Linked DNA regions of Mus musculus: region 2 is linked to region 1. Evidence: chromatin contacts called from public ChIA-PET data. All regions are on one chromosome and are shown on one strand. Each heading gives the region's core, a stretch centred on a gene start, on an enhancer-like site or on the middle of the called end of the contact. The rest is flanking DNA. Distances are from core to core; before and after follow the strand shown. Region 1 overlaps Trim71 (tripartite motif-containing 71). Region 2 has its middle 15 kb from the start of Gm9888.

The links. ChIA-PET counts read pairs in DNA pulled down with a chosen protein or histone mark.
Region 2: an RNA polymerase II ChIA-PET map of memory CD8 T cells shows a contact between it and region 1, with 7 read pairs. The contact joins two enhancer-like sites. A contact is called at or near these places in 2 of 484 Hi-C or Micro-C datasets (both in embryonic stem cells) and 1 of 115 datasets of contacts at active chromatin or transcription factors (memory CD8 T cells).

Annotation. Positions count from the first base shown.
Region 1 is chr9:114,507,494-114,513,999 of GRCm38.p6, reverse strand. Trim71 (tripartite motif-containing 71) reads left to right here. Exons shown (of 4, transcript NM_001042503.2): 4 at 1-2,732. The coding sequence ends at 1,355. Among named protein-coding and RNA genes, the nearest start is that of Ccr4, 14 kb to the right of the region's middle. Within about 2 kb of position 4,034, at least 25 of the 459 cell types and tissues checked have an H3K27ac peak or open chromatin away from gene starts, as enhancers often do. A contact at or near this core is called in memory CD8 T cells, where this site is marked.
Region 2 is chr9:114,749,666-114,756,171 of GRCm38.p6, reverse strand. No RefSeq gene overlaps it. Among named protein-coding and RNA genes, the nearest start is that of Gm9888, 15 kb to the left of the region's middle. Within about 2 kb of position 3,186, at least 226 of the 459 cell types and tissues checked have an H3K27ac peak or open chromatin away from gene starts, as enhancers often do. A contact at or near this core is called in memory CD8 T cells, where this site is marked.

The DNA.
Region 1 (6,506 bases), core at 2,785-5,284:
TGCAGCAGGTCCTGGAAGAGGGCCGCGCCCTGGACATCCTGCTGGCCCGAGACCGGATGCTGGCCCAGGTGCAGGAGCTCAAGACCATCCGAGGCCTCCTGCAGCCCCAAGAAGATGACCGCATTATGTTCACGCCCCCTGACCAGGCCCTGTACCTCGCCCTCAAGTCTATTGGCTTTGTCAGCAGCGGGGCCTTCGCCCCGCTCACGAAGGCTACAGGAGATGGCATCAAGCGTGCCCTTCAGGGGAAGGTGGCCTCTTTCACTGTCATGGGCTACGACCACGATGGTGAGCCCCGCCATTCGGGAGGTGACCTGATGTCAGTTGTGGTCCTCGGCCCCGACGGAAACCTGTTTGGTGCAGAAGTGAGCGACCAGCAGAATGGTACTTACATAGTGAGCTACAGGCCCCAGCTTGAGGGTGAGCACTTGGTGTCGGTGACATTGTACAATCAGCATATAGAGAACAGCCCCTTCAAGGTCGTGGTCAAGTCGGGCCGCAGCTACGTGGGCATCGGGCTCCCCGGGCTGAGCTTCGGCAGTGAAGGTGACGGGGAGGGCAAGCTCTGCAGGCCCTGGGGCGTGAGTGTTGATAAGGAGGGTTTCATCATAGTGGCTGACCGAAGCAATAACAGAATCCAGGTGTTTAAGCCCTGTGGTTCCTTCCACCACAAGTTTGGTACCCTTGGGTCTCGTCCTGGGCAGTTTGACCGACCGGCTGGGGTGGCTTGTGACGCCTCCCGCAGGATCATAGTGGCCGACAAAGACAATCATCGCATTCAGATCTTCACCTTCGAGGGCCAGTTCCTTCTTAAGTTTGGTGAGAAAGGCACCAAGAACGGGCAGTTTAACTACCCGTGGGATGTAGCAGTGAATTCTGAGGGCAAGATCCTCGTTTCAGACACCCGGAATCATCGCATCCAGTTGTTCGGACCGGACGGGGTCTTCCTGAACAAGTACGGCTTCGAGGGATCTCTCTGGAAGCACTTCGACTCTCCACGGGGCGTGGCTTTCAACAATGAAGGTCACCTGGTAGTCACCGACTTCAACAACCACCGGCTTCTGGTTATTCACCCTGATTGCCAATCTGCCCGCTTCTTGGGTTCGGAGGGCTCGGGCAATGGGCAGTTCCTGCGACCACAGGGTGTGGCTGTGGACCAGGAAGGGAGAATCATCGTAGCCGATTCCAGAAATCACCGCGTGCAGATGTTTGAGGCCAATGGCAGCTTCCTGTGCAAGTTTGGTGCTCAAGGGAGTGGCTTCGGGCAGATGGACCGCCCCTCAGGTATCGCGGTCACCCCGGATGGATTGATCGTCGTGGTGGACTTTGGCAACAATCGAATCCTCATCTTCTAATTGTGTCTTCTGGGGTTTTCTGTGTTTAGGGTGTGCATGTGTGTGTCTCTCATTTTTGAATTTCAAAGAAGAAATCGTCTCAGGGATATTTCTTTTTCTTTTTCCCCCCCTTTATTTTTATTATTTTTTTTTTTTTAAGAACAAAAGTACAACATTGCCTAAGTCCTACCTCAGCTTAAATTTTTTTTTTTTTTTTTTTTTTACAGATGAATGTAATTCTCCTCTGTGCAGGGCTTGAGCCTGTGAAGTGATAATTTCTATCTACCTCAACTCTTTGCATTTCCCTCTCTGGCAAGCCTCTTGGCTCACATCCTCTTCCCTCCTGAAGGCCTAGGAGGCACAGGACAGCGGTCCTGCAACCTTGAGGGCACTGGAAGCATATGGTGGGGTGCATGCATTTTGTAGATTGAGCCAAGGAAACCCAAAAACTACTAAGTAAAAAAGAGAAGTATAAGATGTTGGAAAGATAGGATTTAAAATTCATAATTGTAGTGTATTTGTGTTCTTGAGAATACTGTGTTTATGTGGGGTTAGGTTGTGTGTGGTTTGCTCTTTTCTTTTTTATCGATGCAACAGGGCTTTTCTCTGTTTACCTCAGTGTGTCTGACATCTCATCCCTAGGAGATATGGCTGTGGCTTGCTAGCCTAGAAAAGCAGACCATTCATATTTTCGGGTGTCTCATCTTTGTATCTGGTAAAGAAGGGTGGGTGTGTGGGAGTGTGTGTGTGCACACGCGTGCATGTTTGTGTTTCAAAGCCATCTTTGCTTGAGGAGAAAAGCTGGACTTGACACAAGACATCCCAAGCAAATTTCTTCCCAGTTTGCTAAGAAACTCGATTTAGCTCAGGACTCTAGGTTGAAAGTGTTCGCAAAGGTTACGTGTCTGTGTTTTTGTTGTTTGTTATAAAGACTTAGGTATAAGAAAATAAGTTAACCTTGTTCTCAGAGAGAGAGGGGCTTTTCAGATGTGGACCAGGGTGCCACAGAAGTGGGGGGTGCTGGAGAAGTGAGGCACCCCCACATCAGGGACTGTTCAGGAGGGCGGGGGACCTCGTCTCTATGTGTGAGGGTGTGGTAGGCAAAGGGATAGCTTTGATTTGAGAAGCACAATGTTTTTTCCTGCTTTGGAAGTTCAGGGAATGTAGAAGATTGTCTGACTGGTGGGAGCACCTCACTCCCTAACCCTTGGCTCAGGTCTGTTTCTCAGGAACCTTCCCTAAGTCTGAGTGGAGGCAGACCTCAAGGTTAACACAAAGCCCCGTTCCTCCCCCAAAGGCCTTTGAATGTAAAGGATTTACAAACCAAACCACCCAACAGGAAGTGTAGGACACAGTATATGTCTTTTTTTTTTTTTAATTTTATTTTATTTAAAAAAAGAAAAAAAAAAAAGAAAAAAACCTGTACCAAAGAATAGAAACTTGGGGGCCTGTGGCTCCCATCCCATTGAAGTCTGATGTATTGTAAGCCACAGAGTGGGCCTTCTTGACATTCACCTCTGAGAATGAGGGCCCATCCCGGTTCTCTGGTTCTCTGTATTCTCACTACTGAGCTCAGACCAGATTTGAAAGAGGACAGAAGACTGCCCAACATAGATCTAAAACCCAGTTTCTGACCCCCATTGCACGGCAGGAACTCCACAGAGGAAGAGGCGGTGGGGACAGGATAAGGGCTCAGTCGAATTGCTTTGGGATGCTCAGTTTGCCTGTGTGAGCTACGACGTTCCTTCACATTCACATGACTTGAATTTCAGGATTTCGGGGTGATCTGAGTGTGGCGGCGGGTGCTGGGGGGCGGGGGGCCGTCTCAGCAGGGAGAATAGTACACAATCAAGGAATCCCGAAGGTAGCTTCAACTGCTGATCTCCATGTTTCTCGGGATGTGAAAGAGGGTTACAAGCTCCTTTTAAAATTTAATAGTGGGTCCTTCCCCAGTTTATATATCCCTTTAGCCTTTATTATGTCACTTAAGCGTTAAACTGATTTTTAAAAATTTTGTAGAACAGGACAACCCAGGAGGCCTCACCCCGCCCCCCCCCCGCTCCCCCCCCCCCCCAATCTTAAACTGCCTTTAAACACTCAATAGAACTAGCTTTACATTCTTAATGACACTAATTGAACAAATGAATCTTGACAACCTTCTCAGAAACCTGATTTTAATTGTGGCTGGGGAAAGCCGATTTTCAATGCTAAATTGAAGTCATGTTCAGTGTTCCTCCTCACAGCTCTCCTGTGGCAGGAATATTGACTGACTGACTGTTCAGTGAGAACTTTTTTTCTGGTGACTAACAAAATACTTGACATTTTACTTAGGATCTGATAACTCGGCCCAGGTTCCCATCTTGTGGTTGGGTCTTGATCAGTACATGGATAGACCAGTGTGGGCTTAGAGCACAGCAGATGTGTTCTTAGAGGTCTGTGGCTTTCTATATCCAGATCAGTGTAAGGGCTGGCTTCTAAGGAATTGTGATCATAGTTGGAGAACTTTTGTTTTTAAAACAAGTGGCTTATTGTGGCCGCCTGAGATTGGACTCCTAGCCGGTGGGGGAATTGGTGCTAAGCACTTTGGAGAGTGTACCTTGATATGGACTGATCCATATCATGACACCAGCCATGTTTGGTGAGCACCTGCAGCCAGTTCTGAGGTACGACAGGAAAGAGATTCAGGAAGGAGACACCGTGGGTGCTGGCTGGCCGGAAACCTTCTGTCACTGCGGTGAGCGACTGACGGGTAGCGGTCCCTGGTCAGGTGGCAGGGGCTGGCAGGAACTGGCAGGAGCTGGCAGGAGCTGGTGAGGGTGGGTACCAGGAGATTCCCATTGGAAGTGAAGTTTCTTAAGTTTGAGTATTAACCACCTGGTTGCCACCTGCCTAACATTCCAAAACTATAATCATCTGAAGGTCATCACCAATCTATCACTTTTGTTCATGAGAAGTCTCCAAACCTGTACTCCGTTATGGCTGGCAGGTAACTCCTTATCTTGGTTTGAGCCTAGTAGTCTAGGCTGTTCCCCTAGTGCACTAAACTTCCTCCAATCAATACCCTTGTTAAGTCTAACTTACCTGGGGAAGCACACAAGGGTACCCTAAACAGAACTGGACAGTGTTGGGCCATAGAGGCTGCCGGGATGAAGACACTTTGGATGGTCCAGAGTGTCTCGGTGTAGTTAAGCCAAAGCTTAATCATTTGAGTTGGGAAGTCTTTTAAGCTTGAAGCAGCACAATTACTGTCTTGTCTGTGTGTCTTCTTGGGTTTGGAAGATTCTAAGGTTGCTGTGTTCTGGTAGGTATTAAAAGGAATGCCAAAGTTCTAGGCTTGTTTTCCCTGTTGTTTAAGACGTGTGTGTGCGCGTGTGTGTGTGTCTGTGTGTGTGTCTGTGTGTGTAATATACACACACACGCAGTGGTGCCAAAATGTATTTATTTAGAACATCTCTCCTAGTGAGGTTCTGACAGTCTGGGGCTGTATGAAAATGATGCTATCATGTGTGTACAGTTACATAGGACTGGGGCTTTCTCTGGCTTCGTGTGAGCCAGGGTCACAGGGCAGGACACCGCCCCTAACCACACTGATTTTGTTTAGTATGGATTTTCTACCTCAATTTTGGCAAAAAGTTGTCTACCTCACGTCGGCACCGGATGGGTCTTAAAAGGGCTAGTATTAATCCAGTGGGGAGGGTGTGGATGTGGGAGACCCTCTCTAGATGCAGGGATGTTCAGGGATGCAGGATTGATTTCTTAGACAAACGTTTGACCTTGAATAAGAGCTGTCTGGTCAGTGTCGTCGTTCACCCAAGTAGTTCTCAGCCAGTCTGGCTTTCCCTGCCACAAATCCTGTTCCGCAGACAGCGGTAGGAGCTGCTTCTCTGACCGGATGGAGAACCTTCCACCATTAAAGGCCTTTAGGTCTCTCTTCTCTTCAAGAGAAAGCCGTTTTATCTGTTAGGAGCGTCTGTAGGCGTGCCCTTTTAGTGGGAACTCTACAGGTCTAGTGGGAAGCATGAGGTATTTGAAGGGAATGAGAGTCTCTGACTTCATGATTGTATTTGAAGCTGTCTGTGCCCAGCAGAATCTCCCGTCACGGCGGTGTAGCCCGTCTACAGTGACCGGTGACGTGTGTATTGCTTTTTGTTTTGATTTGTTCTTCCTACCAAAGGCAACACTTTGACACTTGTTGTTCCCCCTCTCCTCCCTTTGTTCTTGTTTGTTAAATACTTGATAAATTGAGAAGCACATTATCAGGACTGTTAACTTTCTCCCTGTTTGTCCCTCCCCAGTAACCTTCTGGTCTACCTGGATGAGAGAGCGCATCCTGCAGACCACGGGACTAATCGGGTTTTGGGTTTATAAATAAATGTCACCATGAAGAAATACCTCAATAATGTCTATTTTTAAAACTGGTGTTACGGGTCAGCAATCCAGCCTGGACGGCTGTTTTTCCATCATCATTTAACCAGTAATGGTTCTAAATGTTTGTTTTGTATCTGCATTGGTCTTAGACCCCTTTTAATGATTGTATTAACTCAGGAGCTCAGGTCGTACCTTACCTATCTCAGAGCACACTGGCTGAATGTTGGCGCCCCTGGCAGCAACGCGTTTACTTGTGCTGTAACCAGCTTTGGTTCTTGGTGCTCCTAGCAGTCTGTAGCTCTCCTTTAGAGGGAGACTGCTCACATGTATGGGTGGGGCTCTCTTGTTTTTTTAGGGTGATAAATGTCTTTCCCCCTTTTCCCTTAACGTCTGCCGGTGAGGGTGGGTGGTTTAGCGATGTTTAACTAGCATGTTACGTGTAGTAGTTGTGGGTGGGAGGGTTGGTTGTTCGGTTTTGTTTTAATGGATCTTGTTTGATACAGTCCATTAGCGCTCTCATGCCTGGTCAGCCAAAAAAGAGAAGCAGCAGCTTTAACTTTTATGTAACTGTAGAATACACGGCCCACTTCGGTCTTTTTGTTTAAGAGAAGTGAATGCACACCGCAGAGGCATTGCCTGATGCCAGGATGACTAAGTTAAGTGTCTTCCGCTGGACAAGCTGATTGAAGGAACACACCGCCTCCCCTGGCAGCAGAGCCCTCGGTGTCTCTGCCCCTTTTGGGATTGTGGTGGCATTTCTCGGAGCTTGTCACGGCACTGGGTGGCTAAGGGGATTTCCCCCTA
Region 2 (6,506 bases), core at 1,937-4,436, 240 kb before region 1:
AATTCCCTTCCAGTTAGGACGTGGGATCTGGGGTGATTTTCAGGCGCACACTGGGAGGCCAGCCTGGTCTACAGAGTGAGTCCTAGGACAGCCATGGCTACACAAAGAAACCCTAGAAGGGGCAGGGGTTGGGGTGGGGAGAGAGAGAGAGAGAGAGAGAGAGAGAGAGAGAGAGAGAGAGAGAGAGAGAGAGAGAGAGAGAGAGAGAAGTGTTAGATTCTCAAAGCAATGGGAGGCATTCATTGCACGTGGCAGGGAAGCTGAGGTGAAACAGTAGTGGCAAAGTAGAGTCAGTAGATTGTAGTGGCCATCTGTGCTGTGGCCAGCAGCCCCCGGGTTGAGAAGAGGGGGCCATAATTGGGCCGCCTCTCCTCCACTGTAGCCAGCACAGTCCCTGGGCCTGACTAGGTCCTGGTCGATGGCAAGCTCTGCTACAAGTGTGAGTTCTGTGGGGCTCCGAGAGGTTCTGGAAACCGGCTGGCTTCGAGGCCCTAGGGAAGCCACCAAGCTTGGACATACTACTAGTGTGGCCTGCAAGACCCAAGAAGGAAGCCAGAAGGACAAGAGAGTGATGTGTTGCTGGTACCTGACTCCAAGGTTGGCCGTCTCCTGAGCCTGGACAGGACAGCAGAGTTCACTAGCTTCCCTCATCAGTGTTGACCAAAGGTGGGAAGCAGACCCAAAATCTGCTTGTTCCAGGGGTCCAAAGTGTCTGCTAACACAAGGGACAAACTTCTACACATTTAGGGTCTTCAGGCCCCTGTGCAACACCACCACCTCCCTCTTTTGGATGTGGCTAACTCGTGTCCTATTAACCTAAGGAGGAATTGTGGGACTACAGACATGCAGTGCATGTATGAAGTATGTGTTAACAGGGCCATACACAGGAAGTGCATGTATGAAGTATGTGTTAGCCAGGAGAGACAGATCATGTTTACTGATCCTGCAGGAGACTTGGCTCCATTGCCAGTACACACATGGTGGCTCACAACCAACTGTAACTCATTTCTTCCAGGGACTCCAATGCCCTCCTCTGGTCTCAGCAGACACTGCATGAATTTACAGGCTGCAGGAAAAACACTCGCACATGTAAAATGATTAAGTCTCAATGAGAGAGAAGTGTGATATTATCACCTTACAGTCACACAGACCAGCTAGCCACCAGTGGCAAATAGCAATGGTGCAACCCTCGCTGTGGGCATCTCTCCCTGTCCAGGCTGTGAGGGCTGCTGACTCCGTGTGGCCTCCCTGTACCACAGTGAGACCTGTCTGTTGAAACCTTGCCTGCAGAGGAACAGGAGAGAACAGGGCTGCAGCCACCTCTCTGCACAAGAGCCTAGGCTCTTGCTCTCTCTCTCTCTCTCTAGTAAGACATGGAGTCTCTATAGCCCAGGCTGGCCTTGAAGTCCATACATACCCAAGGATGCCCTTAAACCCCTGATCTTCCTGCCTCCCTGTTCCAGATGCTGGGATTATAAGTATAAACCACAGACCCCTCTGTGTTTATCAACCAGCCTTACAATAAGTAAATGTCATTTGTGTTATTAGTTGTGGATATTTGCCGATTCCCTGTTCTATAGAATAGACTTTCAAGAATGAACTGAATTGAAGAGATTTTTCCCTTTTTTTTAAAGATTTATTTATTTATTTTATGTATATGAGTATGCTGTAGCTGTCTTCAGACACACCAGAAGAGGGCATCAGATCTATATTGCAGATGGTTGTGAGCTACTTTGTGGTTGCTGGGAATTGAACTCAAGACCTCTGGAAGAGCAGTCAGTGCTCTTAACTGCTACACCATCTCTCCAGCCTGAAAAGATTTTTTTTTTTTTGCTATTAAAAAATAAATTTAATTCACTTAATAGAGTGCTCATCCAGCATGCAAAACATGCCCTCAGTGAAGAAGCCTGTGGTGGTCCGTTCATAATAACAAGGCAGAAGTGGAGACAGGAGGATCGGAATTCAACCAAGGGCAGGCCAGGATAGACCAACCTTTACTAAAAACAAAAAGGTAAGTGTTGTGTAACTCCTGCATTCTGGAGGCTGAGGCAGGAAGATGCTAAGTCTGAAGCTAGCATAGCTACACGTAGGGAGACCTTGTCTCAAAAAAAATAAAATAAATAAAAAAGTAAAAATGTAAAAATCATTTTAAGGTATCTTTTGTTGTTTTGGTTTTGGTCTTTTTGAAACAGGGTTTCTCTGTAGCCTTGGCTGTTTTGAAACTAGCTCTGTAGACCAGGCTAGCCTTAAATTCTGTGATCCACTTGCCTCTGCCTCCCAAGTGCTGGGATTAAACAAAACAAACAAGCAAAAAACCCAAAAATTTAAGCCACCACGATCCCAAAAAAGTGAGTTCCAGAACTAACACAGAGAGACTATATATATATATATATACATATATACATATACACATATGTATATATATGTGTATATATATATATTAATAATAGTTGAACATTTTTTTAAAAGTTTGTAAGAAACCGGTATGAAAGATGCTTCTAACCTTACAATGGCCTGGGTGACCAGCTCCAAGAGGCTTCCCCTCAGAAAATACTCACTACCTCCTGGGAAGGTGAGGACAGTCAGTAGGTTCCTAAGATTTTACTGTCTTCTTATGTATCTAGAAAAACTGCAAAAATAAAAAATATCCTCATGCGCGCGCACACACACACACACACACACACACACACACACAACCGATTGGCTACCACCTGAGGATGATCGCTGTCCGGATCAGTCAGGGTTCTCTAAACTGCGGCAGATCCTGCCTTCTGGGCGCTTCGCTTCGGAGGTGGCAGCTGGCCCAGGGCTGCCAGCTGCTCACTGATGCCAGCTGCCCCAGTGACCCAGAAAATTGGAAATCTGGGCCTTCTAGCTAAGCATCTCCCAATCTGGAAACGTTGCCAACGAAACCTAGAAACGAAGCTGAAACCAAACAAGCCCTGTCTGGGGGCACACCCGGCCGGCTCGCCCACTGGCAAGTGACCCCGCGCGTGTCCTGGCGGTAAAGCGGGGAAGTCCTGCTGAGGCCCGCAGGGCTGCCAGCTGTTTCCTCTGCGGCCTCGCCAGGCGGAAGCCTCCCTCCCCTGCCGCAGTTGTGCATGCCTGCAGCAGCCTCTCCTCCCAACCGCGCTCTACTTCCTAGTTGCAGAAACTCCACCCTTAGGTGGAGGCCACCGACTTGCGCCCACTCGTGCAGCGCGCGCCCCCTGGCGACCAGAGGAACGCACTGCCACTCCTGCCCGGCCAGAGCAGAGGCTGAGGTTCTGACGTAGAGCAGAGATGTGCACACTTCTGTGGACGCACAGATTAGTCATAGTCTTCCATTCAGGGCACACAATAACCACTGGCCCACGCCTGGCCGTCCCCTTCCTACCTTCAGATTAGCTTTCCCCTTAATTTCTCGAGAGAGATAGCTCTCTCTCAAGCACGCGCACACACACAGGATTTATTAGAGTGGCTTGCAGGGGACACAGGCTTGCCCAGATACTTTGGTTCTCGTAGATTGCAGATGTGGCCGAGTTGACAACCAAGATTAGCCATCACATGATGCTTATCGTCTCTTGCGCCCATCTTTCTCTTTCCACCATCACTTCCGGAACCACCGATCACCACACAGTTGCTTTTCTTATGTTAGTTCTACTCTAGAGCACATGAGTTCATATGTCAGCAGGGGACATCCCCGTGTAGCCTTGGTGGCTTTATTTGCCTGTCACCCTACTGGCCTCAAGCCACACCTTCTCTCCCACATCCTTAATTTATTTTAAAGATAGGGTCTCAGTGGAGATAAAGGCACAGTCCTTTAATCCCAACACTCGGGAGTCGGGAGACAGAGGAAGGTGGATCTCTGTGAGTGCAAGGCCAGCTTGGTCTACAAAGTGAGTTCCAGGACAGCCAGGAATATAGGGTCAAACTCTGTCTCAAAAAAGAAAAAAAATAGGGTCTTACTCTGTACCTATGTACCCCAGGCTGCCCTGGAACTCATAATGATCCTCCTGTCTCAGCCTCTCAGTCTGGGATTATAAGTGTACACCACTGTGTTGGGCATCTCCTTATTTTTAAAACATTTATTATTTTTATTTTATGTGTTTGAGTGTTTTGCTTGCATGCATGTGTGCAAACATGCACACATGGTACCTACAGAGGCCAGGTTAGGGTGTCAACTCCCCTAGAGCTGAAGTGACAGATAGTTGTGAGCCACCACGTAGGTTATATAACATGTCTGTTATTCCAACACTGGGAGGTGGAAGCAGAAAGATCAGAAGTTCCCTGCTGAGAGAGGCGGGAGGAAGAACAACAAAAAATACAAATACAAAATGTTGAGGACTGTATAAACATTTTATTTTATACACGAGTGCTCTATCTGCATGTACACCTGCATGCCAGAAGAGGGCATCAGATCCCATTATAGATGATTGTGAGCCACCTTGTGTGGTTGCTGGGAATTGAACTCAGGACCTCTGGAAGAGTAGACAATGCTCCTAACCATTGAGCCATCTCTCCAGCCCCCCACAAAAATTTGTTTAAAGGGCTGGTGAATATGTTCAGCAAAAAAAAGGCATTTGCTGAGTTGGATCCTGGGTCTCCCTCATGGTGGACAAAGAGCCCTGCCTCCCACAAGTCTGACTTCTAACAGGCACTGTAACATGCACATACACAGACATATAGGAACATTAAAAATAAGTTGGGGTGCCGGGCGGTGGTGGCGCACGCCTTTAATCCCAGCACTTGGGAGGCAGAGGCAGGCAGATTTCTGAGTTCGAAGCCAGCCTGGTCTACAAAGTGAATTCCAGGACAGCCAGGGCTATACAGGGAAACCCTGTCTCGAAAATAAATAAATAAATAAGTAAATAAGTAAATAAATAAATAAATAAATAAATAAGTTGGGGTAATGAGAATCCTTGCTGCCTTTTACAGCTGCCTTTATTTTAAAAAGTTTCTGTGATGCATATTACTTATAGAACTATAATTTAGCCTAAAAAAAAAAAAAAGACATCTCAGAGCGGTCAAGACTACAATTGTGTGTTCACACACGTTCATGTGTGCAGTACACATGTGTGAACATGCATAAGCACATGGGTGTGTAGACCAGAAGAAACCAGAGTTTCCTGGGAGCCAGATCTCATCAGCCTGGAGCTCACCAGGCAGGCCACACTGGCTGGTCAAAAACCCCAGGCAGCCACCTATCTCTGCCTCCCCATTGCAACATATGCAACCACACCTGGCTCTAGGTAGGTTCTGGGGTTCAAACTCAAGTCTTTGCAACTTTGCAAGCATTGTCTGGACCATTTCCCAGACCATAATAAGTGCTTTATAAACTGGGGGCTGGTTGGGCTTTTTGGTTTGGGCAGTTCAAGGCAGTTTCTCTGTATAGCCCTGGCTTTGCTGTCTAAGCCAGGCTGGCCTTGAACTCACAGAGATCCACCTGCCTCTGCCTCCCAAATACTGGGATCAATGGTGTCTGCCACCATTGCCTGGTGTAATCAGTGCATCCAACATTGTCTTCAGTCTCACATGATGATCCCGTTCCTCTGTTAGCAAAACCAACTTTGATAGGTAGAGGGCAGCTTTAAATCCAGGTATTTTCATACTGGTGTGTGCGTGTGTGGCGTGGGGACGGGGGTCTAGATTATGTTACTCTAGTCACAGTGCATTAATCACAGTCAGCAAGCGCAACCTTGAACTCACCTGCAAAATGAGTCAAACCCACTAAGGGCTCATGGGGAACTCTGGAGAATCAACAACCCTTCCTCACCTCTGGACAGTCCTGTGACTGTAAAGTCTCAACTCTGTGGACAGAAGTCTCAGCAGAAAATGGGTGGGCATTAGCGATCCCCCTGCCCCAGCCTCACAGGCCGCCCGCCACCAGGAATGCTTTACTGTCGGCATTCCCTGCTTTAGGTCTTCTGCTCTTTGCAGCTGGCTGCATATTGATACAATGTTTTTTATCAACAAAAAACAAACAAACAAAAAACCTGAAGAATGTACAAATCCCAGTGAATTTCTGAGGACTAACTATAAAGATCCTGTTATTCTCTAGGGACTGGAGGCAGGAATTTTACAAACTCCACAAATAGTTCTGCTTTAGCACAACGACGCCCTGGCTCTGCTTCGCACTGTCCAGTGATTGAGCTGTCCCAAACAGATGCCTCTATCTGTCCACAGCACAGGAGCCACATCTAGGGTGTTAAGCAGAGTCCAAAACTTCATTCTTACAATGATTTAGGTGGAGGTGACATGCAGCTGTGACCCCAGAATCTGGGAAGCAAGTACAGATGGACCTGGAGGTCAGTGTCATCCTCATCGACAGAGTGAGTTTGGAGCCAGCCTGGGCTACATGAGACCCTGTGTCAGAACAGAAGGGAAAGGAGAGAGAGGCGAAAGGAAGAGGAAAGAAAAGGGGGGGAGGGATTTAAAACCACCCGATGTCTAGTATTCTTCTATAATTCATGCCATGGGATTCCCTAAAAAGTATATTTTTGTTTTCATTTATTTATTTGGCTGAC